Regions from separate parts of the Mus musculus genome. Here region 1 is linked to region 2. Evidence: chromatin contacts called from public HiChIP or PLAC-seq data. All regions are on one chromosome and are shown on one strand. The core of a region is the stretch at or near the end of the contact, and the rest is flanking DNA. Distances in the headings are between cores, read along the strand shown.

Region 1 (5,319 bases), core at 334-2,833, 250 kb after region 2:
GCTGCATCTCCAGCTGCTGCTCCTAGTCTTTCTAGAGGCTGGTGGATAATTCATAAGTCACTGAGGTAGGGAACAAAGTTTAGAAAGAAGATTGCATGGGGCTTGATATGGGGGAGGAAAGGGAGACATGAGGAAGGAGTCCCCAGGCAGCAGGCAGAGCGCTAGGGAGGCCTGGGTGAGAGGGGAGATTACAGACCAAAGGCGGAAGGAAGGATTTCCAAGGTCACAGAAGTTAGGCTGACTAGGGCCGTCAGGATGAGCGCACATTCATGATTAGGAGCATATTGTCAGATACCAGCCATCAATTATGAGCTGAGCTACTTTATGGCTCCACTGGGAAGAGGACCTCCCAAAATCCACAGCCTGACCACAGAGTCACCCCCTTATAACCAGTCCACCTGGGAAAGAGATGGTCACATCCCACCCCCACCCTCACCCCCACCCCCACCCCCATCCCGGGCAGCTTAGATTCCAGGCATACTCAGGAGGCTGACCTAATATGATATGAATCCCAGCCCTGCACTCTCCAGGGTTGAAGTCCTAAATAAAGAAGTCAGTTTGGGATCTGGGTCCAAACAGGACAAACTTAGTTCATCTGTCCCTATGTACAGAGATCAATACCCAACTTTCACCAACCACCCTTAGTGTGGCCCAAGACTCTGGGCTGACATTTCTCTCAGCATTTGGGTGAGTGACCCTGAAGCCAGACGTGTCTCCTGGATACACAGTGAGGGTCCAGGAAAAGAAGGGGCTTGGGGTTTCTGGTCACAGCTGGGGCAGAGAGAGACTAACAGAAGCAGCTTGTTTTATTTTGAGGCAAAGCTTCATTGAACCTAGGCTGGCCTAGCACTGTATAGGCAAGGATGGCCTTGAACTTCTGATCCTTCTGTTTCCATCGCTCACACTAGGGAGTGGCATGCTCCATCATGTCCAGTTTGCTCAATGCTAGCAACTGAACCTAGTGAGGTAGGCACTCTGTCAGCTGAGCTACCTCCTTATTCTGAGGAGCAACTTTAAACTTAGAGCACAGCCACCTGACCTCGTTTCTCAGAAGACTAGCTGAAGTCAGTAAAGCTGAGCAAGGCTTGGATGAGGGGATGCTACCTGGGACCACACGGCTAGCCACTAAGATGTCTTCCTCTTGGTCTCCAAGTGTCTGCCCCACCAGCAGGGTCCTGACCTGGCCCAGCCTAGCCTTGTTGATTGCAGAAGAGATCTGGAGTCTACCAAACCCTAGTGATGTTGGGATAAGATGACAGTTGGAACCCAACCCTGTACACCAACCCAAAGGAGTGACAGGCCTCAGACCACTGCAGAGGACCAGGGCGCACAGCATCCTGGGTGCCCACAGCAGCATTCCACCATACAGTCAGCCCTCCTGGGAGGTCTCTGGTCACACGGTGCACCCGACAGCTTAGACTCAGGAGACCCAAGAAGCTGACTTAGTACCATATGGGTGCCAGTCTGCAAGCCCTCAGGAATGCCCAAGTCTGTGTGTACCCGCAAAGTCAGGAGGGTGCGTGGAGAGTCAGGAGTGCTTTTGCAGCTCTGGGCCAGCAGGGGCCTTGGGAGCAAGGACCAGGGCAAAGGGGAGCCCACAGCTACCTTGGCCAGCCCCAGCCCAGCTATAGATTAAGAAGCCCCCTAGCCAGCCGCAAGACACAACAGAGATAAGGAGCTATCACATCACGGATGGAGCAAGGAAAGGCAGCCAGGGCAGGCTCGCTCCAGACTGCCAGCAGTCCCCTTGGGGGAGACAGGAATGACGCCCCCCCTTCCTTAGGAGTCAATGATGTGGAGTGACGGGAGTGACCCAGACACTTGGCCTTATCCAAATTCTATGCTCACCAAACCCTGAGCTGCTTAGACATAGGATAGGCAGGCACCTTGGGGTGAGCGAGTGAACTTCCAACTCAAGAAGACACAGCCTTAACTCAACCTTCAATCTAGGAAATGGCTGCAAAAAGGCAAAGTGCCTCAGGCATCGACTCCTAAGAGTGTGAACGCCCCAGCTTTCCCCAGAACCCTGTATCTGGGATTTTCATAGTTTGGGGGATTGAACTCAGGGCTTCGTGAATACTACCAACTAGTCACATCCCTAGTTCCAGTATTTTGGTTATGGTATCCCAAATTTTGCCCTTGCCGTGTACTCCCCAGAAACTCCCTGCTTTAGCTGAAGGACTCCCGGCCCTCCTTCAGGTCTTAGCCCAAGAGTTCCCTCCCCCAAGAGTCCCCTTGACTCTGACTCTCTCTCTCATTCTCTCTCTCCCCCTATTCCTGAACTTCCCTCCCAGTGGCTTCAGGTCCACACCAGCAAGGGCTGGCCAAGGATCAGGTCCCAGAAAACACACCCACACGCTAAATTGATGTGGAAGCCCATTTCCTTACACTAAGAGTTCCTTTTTCTTTCTAAGTAAAAAGGGCAGGTTGGAGCCAGGTGTGGTAGTTTACTATTGTAATCCTAGCATCTGGGAGATAGAGACAGGAAGCCCCAGAGTTCAAGGTCAAGAAGAGCAAGACAAGAAAAGAGTGGAGAAACCAGCCTGGCTCTACCAACACTTGCTGGCCGTGTGGGGTCTGTGGGCTGGGCCCTGAGGGAATCATTTCCAGGAGATTTCAGCTACCCCTGGGCTTAGGCTTTTCCACAGAATAATGGGATTGCAAATTTATTTGCAGTAAGATGAATTGCAGTCTGGCTGTGATGGTGCACATCTTTAATTCCAGCCCTCAGGAGACAAATGCAGGTGAGTTTCTGCTTCCAGAAAGTGACTCTGAGGGTAAGGGCTCTTGCCCCCGGCAAGATGTAAGTTGCATCCCCTGGTGAAAGGAGAGAATCTATCTACTCCTGCAAGTTATCCTCTGACCTCAACAGGCATCCCATGACATGCATGCGCCAGCACACAGACACACAGACACACACACATCCACAATTAAGTAAATGTTTTTAAACCTCAAAAGTATAAATTATAAATAAAGGCTCTGAAAAGTTGTACAGCTGTTTCTTTGAGGTTCCTTAACCCAGGATGACACAGGTACCAAGGTCCTGAAATGTTGCTTTCAATCCATACAAAGGCAGTAAGTTCTCAGGTTAAAAAGAAAAGGCTGGGCTGGCAGTAGAGCTAAGTTGCTAGAGAGCTTGCTTCACATTCAGGAAGCCCTGGGTTCAATTCCCAGAAGTGCTTAGAGAAACGGGGTGAAGCAGGCCTGTGGCTGTGGTCCAGCACACAAGAGACAGGGCAAGAAGATCAGGTCTCAGAAAGGGGGAGTGTTCTTTTCTTTTTGATATATTCATTTATCTATTTTTGTGTATGTGTCTACACATACTTCATTGTTGTTTTGAGACAAGGTCTGTCTATGTAGCCCTGGCTATGCTGGAATTCTCTGTGTAGACCAGGTTGACCTAAGGGCTGAGATTGAAGGTGTGCACCACTATGCGTGTTAAGCATTTTTGTGTATCAGTGCACATATGTATGTGGATGTCAGAGGAGAGTCCAGCTCTCACACAATTCTGAGGATTCTTGGGTCACTGGGCTCAGGAGGCAAATACCATTACAGCCTCCCTCTTCTTTCATCTCTCTTTCTCCCTGCATGTGAATGTGTGTGAGTACATGCGCGTGTGCATATGTATGTGTGTAGGCCAGAGGTCAATCTCAGGTATTACAGCAGAGGCTCTGTCTACCATGGTTTTCCCTGCGTCACTCTGCATCTTGTTTGGGGGACAGGGTCTCTCACTGAACCTGGAGCTTGCTGACCAGTTGGACTGGCAGCTGGTTACCAAGCCCAAGGGACCAGCCCGGGTAATGAAGGGATTGGCCTGCCAGTGTCCTGTCAGCTCCAGGATTAACAAAAGCAAGGCACATGGCTTACTACATAGTTTCTGGGGATCAAATTTTCATCCTCTTGCCATCTTCCCAGCCTAGACATCCCTGTTTTGTTTTGTTTTGTTTTGTTCCCTTTGAGACAGGGTTTCTCTGTGTAGCCCTGGCTGTTCTGGAACTTGCTCTGTAGACCAGGCTGACCTCGAACTTACAGAGATCTGACTGCTTCTGCCTCCCTTACCACACCAGGCTAGCCCCTGTCTTTAAACATTCTCCTTCATGTTTGTTTTTTCCTACTGAGTTCCTAGTGTGTCCTAAGAAAATCTACCACATGCCTTGTAGAAAGTACCTAGAAACACCCACACAGCAGCAGCCTCTGGGCCTAGTCCGTGAAGAGTCGGCCATCCGGTTTTCACTCAGATGGTCCTTTGATGTGGTTACCATACTCTCTCCTGTTTTCTCTCAGGTCACTAGCCTGGATAGACTGCCTCTCCTGTACAGCCTTCAGAGGATTCCGTGCCCCGCTCTGACCCGCAGCTCCTGCCCACTACCCTGTGGTGTGCCGAGGCACTTCCCAGCAGTTGCTCTGTAGCCTTCTGAGCCAGTCTCACCTGCCTCGCCTTACAGAAACCACCAGGCCAAAGTAATAGCTATTGCTGATCTCACAAGTACCCACTCATTTATAAGATTTGGGGTGCCCAGAAAATGAGTCCTTGGAGGAACCCCAGACACAGGGACCCCACTTTTATTGGCTTCGTCCATCAGGTCATGACATGGCACTGATAGTAGGGCCCAGCATGCACAAAGCCAGGGCTTCTTGCTCAGGGGCTCCCTGCCTGACCTCGGGACTCAGATCCCTTCCTTTCAGTGTTGCCAGAAGCCCTGCCTGGACACCAGAGGAATGAAGAGAATCCAGGGCCAGGTTGAAGAAGTGGGGGGATGTTGGAGAGAGTAGAAGAGACAGAACCTGGGAAGACAGAGTATTGTTGGGATCCTGTGTGAGGAAGACATTAGTTCAGTACAGATGAGCAATATGAAAAGGGAGAGGGGGGTGAAGTCGAAGGCCAGGGCTGTAGGGGAGGAGGAGAGGGAGGAGGGAGGAGGAGAGGAAAGAGAAAATGAATGCTTTCAGCTCAGTGTGAGAGAACAGAGCTGGAGTTCCCCAGGTATACGGAAGCTGAGCAGGGTGGCCCAAGACTCTGAACAGATGGAGGAACCCCCCCTTCCTGTACAAAAGCAGATGCCCTGAAGGCCTGAGCCAGGGAACTTAGGCTGCCGAAGGAAACAGAGGAGCCAAGATTGGAAAGGAAAAAGTAAAGCTATCCCCACTTGCAGATGACATGATCTTGCACAAAGAAAATCCTAAGGAAGCCACCTAGAGACTATTTGAAGCGATAGGTTAGTCAAGCACAGACTCAGAACCCAAGGCCGCTATATAAAGGTTGATTCTGAGCCAGCTGTGGTGACCCTGGGCTTGATCCCCAGTACCACATAAATCGAG
Region 2 (5,035 bases), core at 1,013-3,512:
AACAGGACATGACCTCATCTACTGTCCAAGATCACGTGCATCTCTAATGGCGTAGCTAGGGAAAGGAATTGGGTGCACATGGAAGCACAGCAGGGTGGCAGCAGTCTTGAAGAGGGAATTTATGGGGACATGTCAGCTTCTCATCAGGGAAGAGGGGCATCTGGACAGTGTTGTAAAGTCTTGGCAACAGCTTATGTCTTACAAGTGTGTCCGGCATGATGCCGTCAAGCCACATGTGAAACTGGATAGTTCCGAATGTGGCCTCACACAAAACCATAAAGCTACTGCAAACATTATAAGGGTTTCCTTTCTCCCCCTCCCTCCCTCCCTCCCTCCCTCCCTCCCTCCCTCCCTCCCTCTCTCCCTCCCTTCCATCTCAGCAGTAGTAACTGGGCGGGGGTGTTCTGGAGCACAAACTTTGAAGAAGATGACATTGTGACATGATGTTGTCATCTGCAAAGTTCGTGTTTGAGGACCATGTAATCAAGTTACAAACATGCCCAGTTCTGGTGAGTGACTCAGAGGTAGAAGAACCTGCCACCAAGCAGCCTGGCACGCTGAGTTCGATCCTGGGGACCCACATGGTGAAAAGAGAAATTCTACCATTGAAAGTTATTTTACCACCCACCCCCCACACAAAATAAATATGTATAAAGGTTTGTTTTGTAATCACAAAAGAGGGCCAGAAAGATGGCTCAGCAGTTCAAACACTGGCTGTTTTTCCTGAAGATCTGGGTTCAATTCCTGGTGCCCATGTAGTAGTGGCTCACAACCTTCTGTAACACCAGTTCCAGGTGTTACGCACATGTGTACACACATGTGGTGCATAGACATTAATGTAGGCCACACACAGACACAAACACACACACACACACAATTTTAACATTTTTTCACACACACAAAGAGTCTCAGAAGGTTTGAAGTGAGTTTATACTTTTGTGTTGGGCTGCACTCAAGGCTACCCTGGGCCATATACCCATCAGGTCAGGCATACTCGTACTTGAGTTGAGCAGTATTCTATTGTGTATAAACGACTTTACAGGTTTCCCCTTGTTTCATGGGAGGTGTAAGCTGTGAATGGGGTAAACACCTGAAGCAGCCATTATAACTTGTGATTAAAGACTCACCAAGTTGTAAGATGGCATTAGAAGTGTTTGCAATGGTGACCTCAGTCCCAAGGGCTTGCAGAGGGGACAAGCCCAAGGCTAGCTTCAGACCTGCCTCTTCTCCATGTGAACCTCAACTGGGATGCAAGACAGCAGGTAAGGCCCATTCTCACCAGTGCCCATGGAATCCCAAACCATGGGTGGTGTCGGTAGCCTAGGGCTCACCAGGAAGCCAGGGAGGCACACACAGCAGGGCCAGACTGAGTGTCTCATGCCTGTGCTGGTCTTTCTATTTCTTGGACTACCTGGACAGAGTCTTGCTTCACCTTTGATGAAAGAAACTGAGGGCAGCTGTGCCAGGCATGAGTGACCGCCTGCCCCTGCCAGTACAAATACACCACTTTAAAGCAATCACACAGCACTGTGCCATGTCAAATAGGGCATTGGCATCTGAGTTCACAGTGGATTTTTGAGGCCAGGGGCCTTCAGCAAGCTTTGCAGATAGCTTAGGGGATATCCAGACAGCTGGGAATCAAGTCTTACTACCACAGGCCACTTTTGTGAACGAACCCCTCTTTTGCTGGGTTCCCTAATCCTCAGAGATGCCACAGAGTATACAGCGGGACAACCCAGGAGTGACAGTTGGTGCTCATTGTCAACTTGACAGAATCTAGACTTCTGTGGAAACAGATTTCTGAGAGAGTGTCCAGGTGGGGTTAACTGAGGAGCCATCTTAACTGTGGGCAGTATCATTCCTTGGACTGGGGTACTGTGTTAAACAAAGGGAGACAGTGAGCTGAGCGCCAGCATCCATATCTCTCTGCTCCTGTCTGTTATGGATGCTATGTGGCCAGATGCCTCAAAGCTCCTGCTACAGGTCCCAGACACGGTGAACTGTATCCTCTCAAACTGTGAGTCAAAATAAATGGGTCTCAGGTAAGTTTCTATCACTGCAATGGAGACTACAGACAAAAGCAACTTGCAGAGTGAAGGGCTTACCTCCTATTGCCATCTACCACAAAGTGGGTAAGGGCAAGAACTCAAGGCGGGAGCCTGGAAGCAAAGGGCATGGAAAATGCTGCTTACTGCCTTCTTCCACTGCTTTCTTACTCCACCCAGAACCACCTGCACAGGGATGCACCACCCACAGAGGGGTGGGCCCTCCTATATCAATTGTTAATCAAAAAAAAAAAAGTCCCCAAGGACTTGCCTACAAGCCAATCTGATGGAGACAAGTTTTCATCTGACATTCCCTCTTCCGGATATGTTTGCATTTGTATCAAGTTGACAGAAACCAAACTCCTCCTCCCCAAGGCTGCTTTTTCAGGTGTTTATTCACAGCAAAGGGCAAAGCAGCTAACACTAGAAGTCTGGGAGCTCTAGCCTCAGCCTCACGGCTCACCCACAGCACTGTTTAGACATGTCTGGAGTTCTCATCTGTCAAGTGGGTATAGAATCCCAGGCTTGTGTAAATGATGTGTGTTGTATATGTGATCTGTATTCTATGCACATGTGTACTTTGTGTATGTGCAGTGTGTGTACACTCTGTATACGGTGTTCTAAGCATTGATATGCTGTGTGTGCAGTGAATATATGTGTATATAATCTATGAATCTATGAAGTATGTGTTCTTGGGTCCATTTTAAGTGTATAAGTATAGTCTCTCTCTCTCTCTCTCTCTCTCTATATATATATATATATATATATGTAATTGGTCTGTGTATTGTGTGATCAATGTACACAGGTGCTGTGTGTATATGAAGTTTGTGTGCACATGTGTAGTCTGGTGGTCAGTGTGGTATACATTGCAGTGTGCAGTATGTATTCAAAACAGTGCAGCCCTGGGAGAGTAGCCCTTCACCATTCTGCATTGCCTGCCCTTGACAAAGGGTCATAGCACTGCAGGTATAGGGAGGACCACTCCTATCCAGCATCTCTCCTTACCTTACCTCTTGCTGTTCTAAGTCTTCCTGATTTGCCATTGGCCTGCCCTTCCCCATTCTCCAGAACCTTGGGGACCCTCCCAGCTCACCTTCTTGCACCCCATGGCCAACAGTTCAAGTCTCATCCCTGTGCTGTCCAGTATCCCCTTCACATCTCACAGGGGCTCCAGGTTTTCTTGGTATAGGGACAGCTCAACTCAATTCAGGTCTGGCAACAAGACATTGGTGACATCTCTATCTGGCTGTCCCTTTGTCATGGAGCCCCAGGCTGAGGGTATTATGACAGGCCCTTTGGCAAGCCTTTCCTGGTTCCCACTGATGGTGGGTAAGGAGCGTTTTTCCCTACAAGGTGCACATCAGCTGGTGACAAACACCTCTCTTACTGATGTCTTACTTAGGGTTTCTATTACTGAGATAAAACACCATGACCAAAAGCAACTTGGAAAAGAAAGGGGTTTTTTCAACTTATAATTTCATACCACAAACCATTATCAAAGGCGGTTAGAGCAAGAACTCACAGCAGAATTGTGGAGGCAGGAACTGACATAGAGGCCATGGAGGGCACTCCCTGCTGGCTTGCTTCCTATGTTTTGCTCAGTCAGCCTTCTTATAGCACACAGGACCACCAGGACAGGGGTGGCGCCACCCAAAGTGAACTGTCCATACTCATATCAATCATCATTCAAGAATATGCCCCAGAGGCTCACCCACAGGCTAATCCTTTGGGGGCAGTTTCTCAATTGAGGTTCTCTTTTCCCAAATGACTTGAGCTTGTGTCAAGTTGATGTAAATCCCGCCTGCACACATGACCTTCTCCCGAAGCTACGCAGAAGTGTACATTGTCTGCTGCTTGGAGCGTATCCCTCACCACCGTGGGATGGAGAGGTGGGAGGACAGGAAACAGAAGGCATTCAGAGTGGTGAGGTTCTGGGATTACAGGTGTCATTTGGTCCTGAGGACAACCTATCCTCAGCACTACTTATTGTTGGGGTTGTCTGACGAGCCCCTTGAGAAACACCTTGCTCCAGTCTCTACCTTCTTTCCTAGACATGGCCAGCAACCCATTCCTCCATTTATGCATCTCTGCCCTTGCATTCCTTTAGCCCTTGATGTCCCTTCGTGTACTCAGGCCAAGTGTAGGTGGCGTCACTGCATAGTCCCCTTGGGCTGCTGTCTATGGTGGCAGCTGGCTGCAGGTGACATGGACTATGAAAGTGACGCCCTGTTTCCAGTACATCACAGGGACATTTCATGTGGGCTCCTGGGCTGTACCCTTTATCAGCCTCCTGCCAACATCATCTGGCCACTTTGACTTGAAGTGTGGCTCTAGTATGACAGGCAGTTAGAACTGAAAAGATCACAGGTTCCCGCTGGGTTCCTGGGGTGACTTGAGAGAGATGTTCTCCATAGTCTCTAGCACCTTGGACACCTGGCTACCAGTTGTGGCGCTGTTTGGGCAGGGTTGGGGGGAAGCATCACTAAGGATGGGCTTTGGGGATTCAAACCTTGAAGCCTTCTCAGTTCCCTCTCTGGTTCTTACTTGTAGCTCAAGATGTAAGCCCTCAGCACCCAGATCCATCCACCATGCCTGCCTGCTGCCACAATTCCCCATCGTGATATATTCTCCTCCCTCTGCATATGAAGACCAAATAAACCCTCCCTTCTATAAGTTGCCTTGGTCACAGTGTTTTATCACAACAACAGAAAAGTAACTAGTTCAGTCCCCAAAGCTGGGAATTCATGATAACTCCTGAACCCCACACGGGACAGGAACATGTCAGGGCCAGTGACCCAGAAAGCTGCAGAAGTGGGCAGGATGATTGTTTCTTGGTAAATAGTAGGACACAAGAGACTGACATGAAAGGCTGGATTTACCAGAACTTTGGGAATCCCCTTGTCTTCACCACCTCAGCAGTGGGTGCATGCACTCACACCCTTGCCCTGGGCTTACAGTCAAGTGCTCTCACACCAGCTGTTCTTGCTTTT

What was found. HiChIP or PLAC-seq counts read pairs in DNA pulled down with a chosen protein or histone mark.
Region 1: a contact with region 2 is called in an H3K27ac HiChIP or PLAC-seq map of embryonic stem cells, with 5 times the contacts expected there. The contact joins two enhancer-like sites. A contact is called at or near these places in 1 of 484 Hi-C or Micro-C datasets (nephron progenitors), 4 of 115 datasets of contacts at active chromatin or transcription factors (embryonic basal ganglia and embryonic stem cells) and 1 of 9 other capture datasets (embryonic stem cells).

The regions. Positions count from the first base shown.
Region 1 is chr1:119,396,423-119,401,741 of GRCm38.p6, forward strand. No RefSeq gene overlaps it. Among named protein-coding and RNA genes, the nearest start is that of Inhbb, 23 kb to the right of the region's middle. Within about 2 kb of position 1,584, at least 10 of the 459 cell types and tissues checked have an H3K27ac peak or open chromatin away from gene starts, as enhancers often do. A contact at or near this core is called in embryonic stem cells, where this site is marked.
Region 2 is chr1:119,145,414-119,150,448 of GRCm38.p6, forward strand. No RefSeq gene overlaps it. Among named protein-coding and RNA genes, the nearest start is that of Gm41934, 21 kb to the left of the region's middle. Within about 2 kb of position 2,263, at least 4 of the 459 cell types and tissues checked have an H3K27ac peak or open chromatin away from gene starts, as enhancers often do. A contact at or near this core is called in embryonic stem cells, where this site is marked.